Linked DNA regions of Hordeum vulgare: regions 1 and 2 are each linked to region 3. Evidence: chromatin contacts called from public Hi-C data. All regions are on one chromosome and are shown on one strand. Each heading gives the region's core, a stretch centred on a gene start, on an enhancer-like site or on the middle of the called end of the contact. The rest is flanking DNA. Distances are from core to core; before and after follow the strand shown. Region 1 holds the start of LOC123447417 (probable anion transporter 7). Region 2 holds the start of LOC123447376 (regulator of MON1-CCZ1 complex). Region 3 holds the start of LOC123447406 (serine/threonine-protein kinase tricornered-like).

Evidence for each region. A called contact is a pair of places that touch in the nucleus more often than the background predicts.
Region 1: a contact with region 3 is called in a Hi-C map of leaf, with 10 times the contacts expected there. The contact joins the promoter of LOC123447417 here to the promoter of LOC123447406 in region 3. A contact is called at or near these places in 4 of 6 Hi-C or Micro-C datasets (leaf and seedling) and 1 of 1 datasets of contacts at active chromatin or transcription factors (embryo).
Region 2: a contact with region 3 is called in a Hi-C map of leaf, with 2.0 times the contacts expected there. The contact joins the promoter of LOC123447376 here to the promoter of LOC123447406 in region 3. A contact is called at or near these places in 3 of 6 Hi-C or Micro-C datasets (leaf and seedling).

The regions. Positions count from the first base shown.
Region 1 is chr1H:480,707,722-480,711,780 of MorexV3_pseudomolecules_assembly, reverse strand. LOC123447417 (probable anion transporter 7) reads right to left here and starts at 2,270. Exons shown (of 2, transcript XM_045124023.1): 1 at 2,063-2,270; 2 at 1-1,239. The coding sequence starts at 958.
Region 2 is chr1H:480,323,690-480,327,827 of MorexV3_pseudomolecules_assembly, reverse strand. It overlaps LOC123447376 (regulator of MON1-CCZ1 complex), which reads left to right and starts at 2,004. Exons shown (of 14, transcript XM_045123983.1): 1 at 2,004-2,332; 2 at 3,385-3,486.
Region 3 is chr1H:480,495,977-480,500,063 of MorexV3_pseudomolecules_assembly, reverse strand. LOC123447406 (serine/threonine-protein kinase tricornered-like) reads left to right here and starts at 2,634. Exons shown (of 14, transcript XM_045124004.1): 1 at 2,634-2,876; 2 at 3,545-3,931. The coding sequence starts at 3,720.

The DNA of each region.
Region 1 (4,059 bases), core at 1,021-3,520, 210 kb before region 3:
CCGCGACAACAAACCCAATGGTGTTAAGGAGCTTTCTTGTCTTGGTAACTGATAAGATCCTTTTTGTAATCAAGTGATCAGCAACCACTCCACCAATGTTGGAGAATATAAACATGTTGAAATAGGGAAGCATCTTTGACGATCCCATATCCTGGAGGCTAAGCTTAAGGGCTAGTTCAAAATAGGTAGGCAGCCAATTCATGATAACATACAAGGCATAGTGGAAGGTGAAGTTGTTCACAACAATTGCCCAAACAGGTAGACTGAAGATAATCTTTCGCCATGGTATCTTTACAGTGCGAGGTGCAACAACCCCTCCTGCTAGTGCCTTGATCTTCTCTCGAGATGCTACTTTTGGCATTGCCACTTTTGGAAGGTCTGTGCGAGGTGGCTCACTGGAAAACTTCAACCATATTACAGACCATGCTACTCCAAGTACTGCTTCGACAAAGAATACATATTGGGGTCCCATGTGCTTCACTAGACTTGGGAAAAACAGCATGCCACCAGCTGCCCCGAGGTACATCCCTGAGGTTGTTAACGACACTGAGCGAGAGCGCTCCTGTGGTGGCACCCATTGTGCCAGAACTGTGTGAATGGCAGGGAATATGAAACCTTGTGCTACACCAACAAAAAGGCGAGAAAGGACCAGAATGACTACTCTGTTAGGGTCTAGTGGAATTAGACCGCATATCAAAGACCACAACAGGAATGACAGCAGCAGAACACGTCTCCCTCCCAATCTCTGAGCTGCCCATCCACCAGGAATTTGCGACAAAACATAACCATAATAGAACATGGAGAGTATCAGGCCCTTGTTTGCTTGATTCACGTTGATTGCATCAGCTGCCACGGTGTACGCAATTGAGAAACCCACACGCTCAATGTAACAAACATTTGTGCAGATGAATGTCAGCAATACTATGACATAACGCTTTGGGATCTTCATTCTCTTCATCACTGATTAGAGATGAACCACAAAGTGGTGTAGCAGTCTTAATCAGGCTGCCACTTGTTGACCTCCCACGAAAATTTACCAGGGTTTACCATAAACCTGTATTTGTTCCTTCCATCTCTAGGGATACTAAGATCTGTAACAGACAAAATACTGATCATTCACCGATACAAAACAATATGGGGCTTCTTCAGCTGTGTTTCATATACCCATAGCAGTTTACTGATCTCACAAGCAATTTAAGACATGCAAATCACTATATACTGCACATTAACTCAAGCTACCTGCTCAATGGAGATGGAAAAACCAACATCGCCCAGTTAGATGAATCGAGACATGAACATTACGTTTACCGTTATCAAAATGTGAGAAAAGATTTGGAATCCTACACTATCATCAACCATGCTTGAAATGAAAACTGTGATTTGCAGGACACATGGTTTAGACTGTCACAACCTTTACATTAACAGAGAAACAAAGAAAGCATTGCAAGATACTCATGGATTTCAGAACCATTTACGAAGGAAAACATGCTCGTCTAGATGATTGAACAAGCACATCGAGACATGTACTGCATACGGACTGAGATTGATCTAACACATATCACTCTACCTACCATAGTGCTAAGTGTTTTCCTCGGACACGACGAAACCAAGCTTGGACGCATAACCGTAAGCATGAATGAACTAACAACTGATCACGGGTTTCCCAATGAAGCACATAATGCCCACGCATTGCGCAATTGTACAGATTGAGTAAACAGGAGCAAATCTCAGTCCCCAAAAAAATCCCACCCTTGACACAGATTTTTCGCATCTCAAAGATCCGAACTGCTCACCTAACTCGCGGGATCTTGACCGAAAACTCGCAGCATTCAGCACCAAGACCAGGTCACCCGGAGATCTGACAGCTGGAACCCCAAATCCTAACCAGAATTCCCCAAGCCACTGGCCAGACTCCCCCGCCGCCCGCCGGCGTATCCAGGGACGGAGCGCCGAGGTTTGGGCTTTGGCGGCAAACAAGCGAGAGGAGAAAGAGCCTTTCAAAAAAAAGAAAAGGAAAAGCGAGAGGAGAAAAGGCGTCGGGGGGCGGGAAGCGGGCAACTACCTCGAGATCCCGGAGTTGTGTGGCGGCGGCGCCCGCCCGCCGTGGGGAGCCCGGCCCCGCGCTTGCCGTCGCGGGCAGGCGGCGGAGGTGGAGGCGGGCTGCGTCGGTGAGTGCGATGCCCTGCTGCTGCTGCTGCTGCTGCTGCTGCTGGGCTCGGGTTGGGCGGTGTGGTGGGGTGTGCGTTTAGTTTGGAGTCTCGTTTAACTTGACCGCGTGGAGGAGTGGATGGAAACAGGGAAAAAGGAGGGTAGTAGATCGAGAGCGAGAGGTCGAACTGCTCATCGACGCCGGGCCAGGTAAATGGGCCGCCCCGACAGCCCGCGTGTCGGGCACGACACGAGCCCGGCCCGGCATGGGTTAATCGTGTTCGGGCCCGCAATGAAGCACGCCTCGGGCTGTGTCTAGGTCTGGAGGCTGGACACGCGAGCCGGCACGACACGGACCGTTTTTTTTTTTTAATATATATATATACAAAAATATAGTTCAATAAGCTCAAAAATAAGTTCATAAGGTTAAAAATATGCATTCCAGCGTTCTAATCAGGCAAACACGTCGGCCCGTTTAATAATCGGGCCATGCCTGGGCCTGAAGGCGTAGCCCATGAGCCGGCACGACACGACCCGACTAATAAACGTGCCTGGATGGGCCGTGCCGGCCCGTTTGGCCAGGTCTGATCGACGCCCTGTTTTTTTTCATGCTCGCGTGCGAGAAGCATGTGCGTTTTGGTTTAAGCGGGCATGTTTGCTCGGGCGATTTGTTTAGGGCATCTTTAATCACATCTTTTATTATATCTTTAATCGCTAGTTAAATGTCTATGCGTTGTTTCGGGCAACAACTTAACTAAATGAGTACATTATCGGAGTCACCATGGACGATGAAGAGACGCGCAAAGCACAAGCACCGTGACGAGACCTTCCATCCTGATCTGATCCACGCGATATTCAAGCTTGTGTGGAGCCGGCATGCCGATAAGGGCGACGCCGTCGGCGAGGCCGTAGACATCGAGCTTGTTCTAAAGGCGTCAAGGAGGTACCTATGACGACACGGATGGGGAAGGGGGGAATTGAACGATGGCCGGCGTGGTACATCCTGGATCTCCCGGCGGCGGGACTCCTCGAGTACAGATGAGTTTGTACCGTGTACCACTGCTCAATTCGCGTGCCACTTTGCAAGCATCGAGAATTTCGATGGGTGCATGGTGGAGATTCCCTCGGGCGACACAAAATGGCATTTTTTGAATTAGTGGAGACATTCAATCCCCATCTTCAATCGGGAAGCCTCTCATTTCACACCGCCTCCTCGTCTCTTCCTCATCACAGACCCGGAGAGAGTAAGAGGCAAATCAGAGAGATGGTGGTGCTGGAGGAGATGTGGCTGCGGCGGCTTGCGGGGAGAGATACACGCAAGAGGATGCACTTGCACGAGATTTGTGCGTGGTTACCCGATCGACAGGAGATGGAAGTGGAGGCGTAGGAGATTCTGGATTCGCTGACTGATGTCCTCCAAGGGCACAAGGCCATTGTAGCACTTTCGCTTGATAAGTAGAGTATATCAAACACAGGGGGAGCAACTAGGAAGACACTATCAGCCCCGCAACTACATTGTCTGCGTAGCTACGCTCGCACTCAAAACGTAGTTTGGAAATAGCCTATTATATCGCTTGCTACCAAATCGATAATAGAGGGGGTGGGTTAACTAGATACAAAGTAGGACAAAAAATATACAAAACTAGAACACAAAGTAAAAGGGGTTGTACTTGTAGGATTGGATAGAGATACTACCTCTTTTTCCACACTTGTACCTCAACATGGCATCATCTTTTTCATATAGAGAGTCTCATGTTTTGTCACTTCCATATGCTAGTGAATTTTTTTATTATAGAACTTGGCTTGTATATTCCGATGACGGGCTTCCTCAAATGCTCGAGGTCTTCATGAGCAAGCAAGTTAGATGCACACCCACTTAGCTTCAGCCGAGCTCTCATACACTTATAGCTC
Region 2 (4,138 bases), core at 755-3,254, 170 kb after region 3:
GGAGCAAGATGGCATGATGTAGACAAAGTAAACTCAAACAATATGAATAGACTCCATCGTTTTATCTTTAATGGCAACAATAGAAACATGTGTCTTGTCCCCTTCTGTCACTGGGATATAGAGCACCGCAAGATTGGACCCATTACAACGCACCACTCCTAGTTAAGATAAATCAATCTAGTTGACCAAACTAGACAGATATATCGGAGAGAATTACAAAGCTAGAAAATTCATGCATAATAGAATTCATAAAATACTCGATTACTTTCAATCAATAATATGATCATAAATCCACAATTCATCGGATCCCAACAAACACACCGCAAAAGAATATAACATCGGATAGATCGCCGCGGGAATCGCGACAAACATGGTGTTGAAGATCATAGAGAGGGAAGAAGCCATCTAGGTGCTAGCTATGGACCCGTAGGTCTGTGGTGGACTACTCACACATAATCATGGAGGCAACAAGATTGATGCAGACGACCACCGTGATTGATTCTCCCTCCGTCAGGGCACCGGAAAATGTCTCCAGATGGGATCACGTCGGAACAGAGACTTGCGGCGGTGGAAAAAGTGTTTGTGGTTGCTCTTATGGTGTCTTCGGAATATTTTGGGATTTAAAGAAGTGAAATTAGGCAAGGGGGGATTGCGAGGGGGACACATGCCTGGTGGGTGCGCCCTACCCCCTAGGGCGCACCTTCCAGGATTGTCGCCTCCTTGTTCGTCGTGTGGCCTCCTCCCGAAGCTTCCTGGGTCCAAAATCGTCCAGAAAAATTACCAAAAAGTTTCATCGTGTTTGGACTCCGTTTGGTATTGACTTTCTCATATGTCAAAAACACGGAAAACAGGAACTAACAGTAGGCACTGGGTTAATAGGTTAGTCCCCAAAAGTGATATAGAATAGCACATTATTGCATATAAAGCATCCAAGATTAATAATATAACAACATGGAATAAAAAAAAGATACACTGGAGACGTGTGAGTAGCGCCGCGAGAGGAGAGGCACAACATGTCGCCATGCATCACGACGACCGCTCTCGGCAACTCGCGCTCCGTCGGTGAGGTCACCTTCGTCGACCAAGCCACTACCTCCAACTTTCTTCATAGCCCGCATTCCTATGCTTGCACGCACAAGGGAGCAGGCGCAACCATGGTATCGTTGCCCCTGAGTGATTCGATGTCCCATGTGCTTCTCGTCTTTACCGTCCTCAGCCCAGCCATCTTCCACCACCGTCTGCCTCGGGCGTGGCCACCGCCATCTGAACGTCCTGCAGCTACCGACACCATCTCCCACACGCCACATGCTATGTTGAAGAAAAACATCTGTTGCAAAAGTTTTTCTTTTCAACATGACCTATTTTGCAAAAAAAAGTCGCAAACATTACCTCTCTTGAAATGATGGAGGGCGCCTTTCGATGGCAATAAATCTAATGGCTCGTAGCACGTCTCGTACCGATACAAAACTGAAGATTAGGGAGGAGGATCTATCAGAAACCTATTCCCTCCGTTCCTAAATATAAGTCTTTTTAAAGGTTTCATTAAAAGATTACATATGAATGTACATAGACATATTTTAGAGTGTATATTCACTCATTCTACTCCTTATGTAGTCCTCTAATGAAATATCTATAAAGACTTATATTTAAGAACGGAGGAAATAATAGTGTGGGGGAGTAATTATATTTATCTCCATTATTTTGGATGTACAAAGTCGTGTGACCCGAACCCGAAAACCTGAGTTCGACCCGACCCGACCCGAAACAACTAAGGTTGCACTTTTCATATTAAAAATATACTATTATTTGAAGTATTTTAGGTGAATGCATCAATATAGCATACCATACCTATATTTTCTTATAAAACCCTTTTGGAGGCAATTCAGGCTTTCAGGGCCATTGGGCTTCGGGTTCAGGCCGGGCTATTCCTGGTACAGCGGATCATTCGGCCCAGCGTCATGCCCAGGCCCAGGCCCAGACACCGCGCCGAGCCGAGCCGAGCCGTGAATTTTTTCGATCTCGACTGCTAGCGAATCCATCTCCCGGACGGACCTTCTTCTCCATCCCTGCCTCATCGTGGACCGGCCGGTGAAGAAGACGACGGTACGAGCTCGCGCCACCACCACCCCCAACCAGGAGACTCAAATCCCAACCCCTCTTCGCTCGACCGCCCCCCCAGCTCGAAGCCCCCCTCGAATTTCCCTGCTGCCGCTGCTGTTTACCCCTCTCCCCACTGGTATGGTCGCGTGATCTGGCCGGGGTTTGGATGAAGGAACGGAAGCCGGCGGCCCCCTCTGCGTTGACCCGGATCCTCGCCACCTGCGCGTCCCAGGTGCCCGCTCGCTCGCCCGTCCACTCGTTAACACCCCCCTTTTCACCTGCCGACAAGTGTGATGGTTCGCTCGTTATTACCCTACCTGCTGCGGTCTCTAGGTTGCTGTACGCCGGTGCAGGATAGGGGATCAGATTGCGCTTGTGGTGGTCGTTTTTTTTGGTCAGCAGCAAGTGGTCATGGTAGATTTGGTGGATTTGTGAGGTTTCCCCTCGCAGATTGGTTTGTTGCTGCTGGGAAGATCATGATGGGTGATGGATAAACTGTTGCAATTGGTGTCTCTTTGCTTGTTGTTATACCTGGTAGGTACCACGTAGTACTGATCCGTGTGCGCGTCAGCTTAGTCCTGATTTTGATTTTGGGCCACAAGGAGGATGTCTGCTGCTTAGTTGGCACCCTACTCTGCCCTTGGGTGATTATATTTAAGAAGCGCACTTCAATTTATTATCCCTAATTTTTGCTGCCGATTTTTCATGTTGTTACACTGAGTCAGATGGCATCATATGAATGGTAGCTAAGTCGGAGTGTGAGTGTGAATTGAAAGTATCCATACACATTCCCATTTTATTTTTTGAGAAACAGAATACGTACTTAGACACTCACAAAGACGTACATACACTCATTCCTATGAACGCACACAAACGCACCCTACCCTTATAAGCATCTCCGGGAGACCGAGCCGGCCAGTCTTGAGATAGATGAAGTCACCACATGCACATCTTAGTCGATGAGAACATGTCTCCCATTGAATGAACATCGCCGAAAAGCCTGGAATAAATTCAGGAAAATGCGAGCACCCGTGCCAAGTCTAGGACTTGAACCTAGGTGGGCTGGTTCCACCACAAAGAACATAACCATCTGAGCTACACTCAATTCGCCCCAAAGAAATAATTTGACGCTGAGGGGTTGTGTAACTTGCTGTACTAGTGATACCATATGCAATTCAAATTGCTAGTGCTAACTGGCTTGGTGAAGATGAGTGAATACTCAATGACCTTATGATCTTTTTTTTTTATGTCGCGAGTGTTCTATTTATCAGCTATGCTATGCAGGCAAAAGATTATGGGAGATGCATAGCAGCAAAGGTCCCTGAGATTGAACATAATATGTGTTCTAAGGAGTTTCTAGCACTCAGACAATGCATGCAAACTGCGGTAATCTTTTCCATTACTAAGAAAATAGTTTGGTTGTATCACATCATACTGTTACAACTTTCACCTGTACAATTAAGCACCCAATTCAATTGGAAATGCCCTTCGGTTGCTCTAAATAAATCACTGTTTTCTTTTTGGCCAACAATCAACTTCTCTACCAACTTTTGTTCCTCCTCTTACTTGTTTCCTTTTTTGTTCCACTGCTGCTGTGTACTCCGTCCATCTTCCTCTTACGACACTATGCCATTTCCACCACCGCTGGCGAGGTTTTGGGAGTGGATGGTGGCTCTCTGCACCCATGGGGCTTAAAGGGATGACCCGGTGGAGATGGTAGGTCATCTGGGCATGTCAAGAACATTGGGGGGGGGGGGGATGATCTGGGTGAGAAAGATGTTGGTTGATGCTAGGAGGCGGATCCAGCGGTAATATAGCTGCGGCAACATGGATGATGGCGGGGGCAATGGATTAGATAGCGACCACTGAGAGAGTGGGGATGAGGGAATGGTCGGTGTTGGTGCTGGAGGGCAACCCTCATGCGCCAGAGCAACTCTTGTGATGCAGGGGGCAGCGGACCTTGGGGAATGGGTGGCAGTGAGTATGGGATGATCGGGAGGTGAGAGCAGGGTGAGAGAAGTCTAAAGAGTTGAGGGCT
Region 3 (4,087 bases), core at 1,385-3,884:
CAAAAGGTAATAGATGAGATAGATCAATGAACTCCTTGCTCTTGTGCTTTTAAAGATAGTCTTCTCAACACAAATCTCTCTCTCACAAAATATGCATGGGTAGGAGAGGTTGATTTGGTGGAAAGCAGTTTGGGAAGGCTAGAGATCAAGTTTCTGAACTATAACTCAACTATCTCTATATCGTCACCGAACCTTAAGTGTGCAGACCCTACGGGTTCGAAAACTATGCAGACATGACCGAGACACTCTCTGGTCAATAACCAATAGCGGGACCTTGATCACCATATTTTCTCCTACATATTCTACGAAGATCATTATCGATCGAACCACGATGTCAAGTATTCAATCAATCCCTTATAATGTTCCCTTTGTCAATCTATATGTTACTTGCCCGAGATTCGATCGTCGGTATCTCTATACCTAGCTCAATCTCGTTACCGGCAAGTCTCTTTACTCGTTCTGTAATACAAGATCCCGTGACTAACTCCTTCATCACATTGCTTGCAAGCTCATTGTGATTTTGTATTACCGAGTGGGCCCTATAGGTACCTCTTCATCATACAGAGTGACAAATGCCAGTCTCGATTCACGCCATCCCAACAGAGACCTTCGAAGATAGTTGTAGAGCACCTTTATAATCACTCAGTTATGTTGCGACGTTTGATACACACAAGACATTCCTTCAGTGTCCGGGAGTTTCATGATCTCATGGTCATAAGAACAGATACCTGATATGCAGAAAACAATAGCAATAAACTGACACAATCATACGCTATGTTCATAGTTTGGGTCTTGTCCATCACATCATTCTCCTAATGATGTGATCCCGTTATCAAATAACAACTCATGTCTATGGTCAGGAAACCTTGACCATCTTTGATCAACGAGCTAGTCCTTAGAGGCTCATTGGGAACAGTGTGTTGTATGTGTATCCACACATGTATTTGAGTTTCCAATCAATACAATTCTAACATGGATAATAAACGATTATCATGAACAAGGAATTATAATAATTAATTAATTTATTATTGCCTCTAGGGCATATTTCTAACACTCCCGTGACACCATCATGCCTCCAACTAGGATTTGACAAATCAATAACATTTCATATTCGGTTCTTGTGTTCATATTAGGAAAGAATAAGCACAACAAACACAACAAAGTAAGGGAACATTGTGGCGGAGCCCAGCGCGTAACCACAGGTGGAGATGCTAGGGATTCATCATGGACAATTTACCGCCACATGGGTGGAGATGCGGTGAACCGTTGATTGAGACCTATTAGGGCGACGTTGGGGACAACGAGTCAAGCCATCATACTTGTGTTGTCGACCATGGGCATATGGTGACAAATAGACGATGTCGGCAACCATTACCAACCTGGAGGAGAAGACATCAACGATCCATTATGATCATGTCACGACAAGAATAGACAATGTCGGCAACCGTTACCAACCTGGAGGAGAAGACGTCAATGATCCATTATGATCATGTCACGACAAGAATGGACAATGTCGGCAACCGTTACCAACCTGGAGGAGAATACATGAACGATCCATTATGATCATGTCACGACAAGAATCGACGATGTCGGCAACCGTTACCAACCTGGAGGAGAAGACATCAACGATCCATTATGTTCATGTGACGACAAGAATGGACGATGTCGGCAACCGTTACCAACCTGGAGGAGAAGACATGAACGATCCATTATGATCATGTCACGACAAGAATCGACGATGTCACAAATTGTCACCGCCCGGTATGAGAAAACATCGACGATCCGTTACGACTAGGTACCGACAAATCATATCATGATGTAAGATGGCAAGGACGCCACAATTGAAAAATGTGGCGGTCAATAATTTATTTTTGCTTAAGGCGGATCCAAATGCGTTCGGCCTACACGGCGTGTCGACAAAGTCAGAAGTCAAGGAGGGTGATTGACACTCCTGGCGCAGCCTAACAAGACAATCTACAACTTGGATGCACATGTATGGTATGCGATGATTTCTTTCAAAAGTTTTACATTATGAGCGAGCTGCACACGTGTTTACAGAAGTAGCATCTGTTCATGACGACTTCATAACGGGTTTTCCCATTATTTCCTAAGTCCACGGTAAGAACCACCGAATCTACCCGAAAAAAAAACTCCCACCCAGTGTAATAATTTTGATTCATGTAATAAAAAGGAGAAAGGATTAATGTGTGAGCAACTTATAAAAAACAACCACTCCTATATCTAAATCGATACATTGACTTATCAAAAAAAAAACCCGGATACACTGACAGCTCAAGAAATTAAAAAAAACCCAACACATTCAACTATATAGGAGTATACAAATACAAGCAACCCCTTTTAATTTTAATTTAAAATTAGAAAACGTGGGCACACGGTTTGCCAACGGGATACCTGCCGAGCCGCCCCAAGGCGGCACGCAGGCAGGCAGCGTGTGCCGTACCCGAACAAACGGACCTCCATCCATCAATCAATTGAAAAAAATAAAATGCCCCCCTCAAAAAAATAATAATCAGTTGAAGCAGAGTAGAGAAGCCACGCGGAAGTTTCGTTTCTGGGGGGGGAGTCAAAGCCAAGCGAGCGAGCGAGCCACACTTCTCTCGCACGCACGCACGCACGCACGCACGCGCTCGTCTCTCCGCTCCCCCATCGGCTGTTCGGCGGGCGGCCCTTTTCTCTCTCCTCCTCCCCCGCGCACACGCTTTGCGGCCTTTGCCCACGAAAAGGACAACCAACCCGGAGCGAGGCGAGGTGAAGGGAAGGGAAAAAAAAGGGCGTGAGTCCCCCCCCTCCCACCTTTCGCTCAGGTCACCGCCGAGATCCGCTCCCGCGTCCGCCGCCCCGGCCCCGGCCCCGAGGTGAGCGCCCCGCCAGCCGATCCGCGCCGCCCGGTTTCGCCGGCGGCTCCGGACGGGCCTTCCCGTGCCCCCCCCCCCCCCACCCCCCCCGCCCTCCCCTCCCTCCCTCTCTCGCCCTGGATTGAGTAGCGGTCGCCGCCGTGGTCGGGAGCGCGGGTTTTGGCCCGCTCCCGGCGGGGAATTCGGCGCCCCGCGGGGTCGCGGGCTCGAGAGAGGCGGCTTGGGCGTTTCCGGGTGGTTTGACGGGGGTTTTTGGCGCCGCTCGTCGTCCGCGATTTTCGGGGGGCCTCGCGCGCGCGAGCTCCGGCAATGCGATTTCCGGGTCCAATTCCGCGAATCTCTGCGCCGGAATGCGGCTGTTCGAGTTTTTTTTTTGTGTGTGTGTGTGTGGGGGGGGGGGGGGGGGGGGGGTCGGCCGGGAATTGGGATCTTACGTTCGGTTTACTAGTTCGTAACCGGCGCGTCAGCCGCTACTGTCGATGGAGGATTCATGCTGGTTGTGGTTTAGTTTCGGGATTTCTGACTGGGTTTATGTGCCGTGTCCGAAAATAGGAGAAACCTGGAAGGATTCTATTGACCGTTCCCTCCCTATCCCGTGTAAGTCGTGCGATGGATGGCAACTGCTGCGAACGATTCTGACTGTTGATAATTTTCTATGATTTTTCCAGATAGATATCATTCCCAGCATCGGGTTCCACGGAGAAAGAAGGTGCCAATTTGGATATCTGATCCATTTGGAGGGGATTGACCGTTTCAGAGCTCCTTTGGCCTTGTGGGCGGCTGCTGGATCGGTCAATATAATACGCTCTCTGGTCTTGGAGATGATGCCATTGTGAGCACACGATGGATTCCGCGAGAAGTTGGTTCCAGAAGTTCCAGCCGCGGGACAAGTCAAAGAGCCCGGCGGTGCCTGCCAGCCATGGGAAGGATCCCGGGAAGCCCCCGGTCGACGACGCGCCTTCTAGCGCGACCAAGCAGAAGGTTGCCGCGGCAAAACAGTACATTGAGAACCACTACAAGACCCAGATGAAGTCCTTGCAAGATAGGAAAGAGAGGTAAGGCTGGTAACTTAATTTATTCGCGCGTTTTCCCCTGCTTTAGCTGCGGATTTTGCTACTTCACTCATCCTACCATGCGGTAGAGTAGGAAAACGACAAACACCCTCTTTGTTGCTATTACCGAGCATGATGCTTAATACTGATCTGATATTA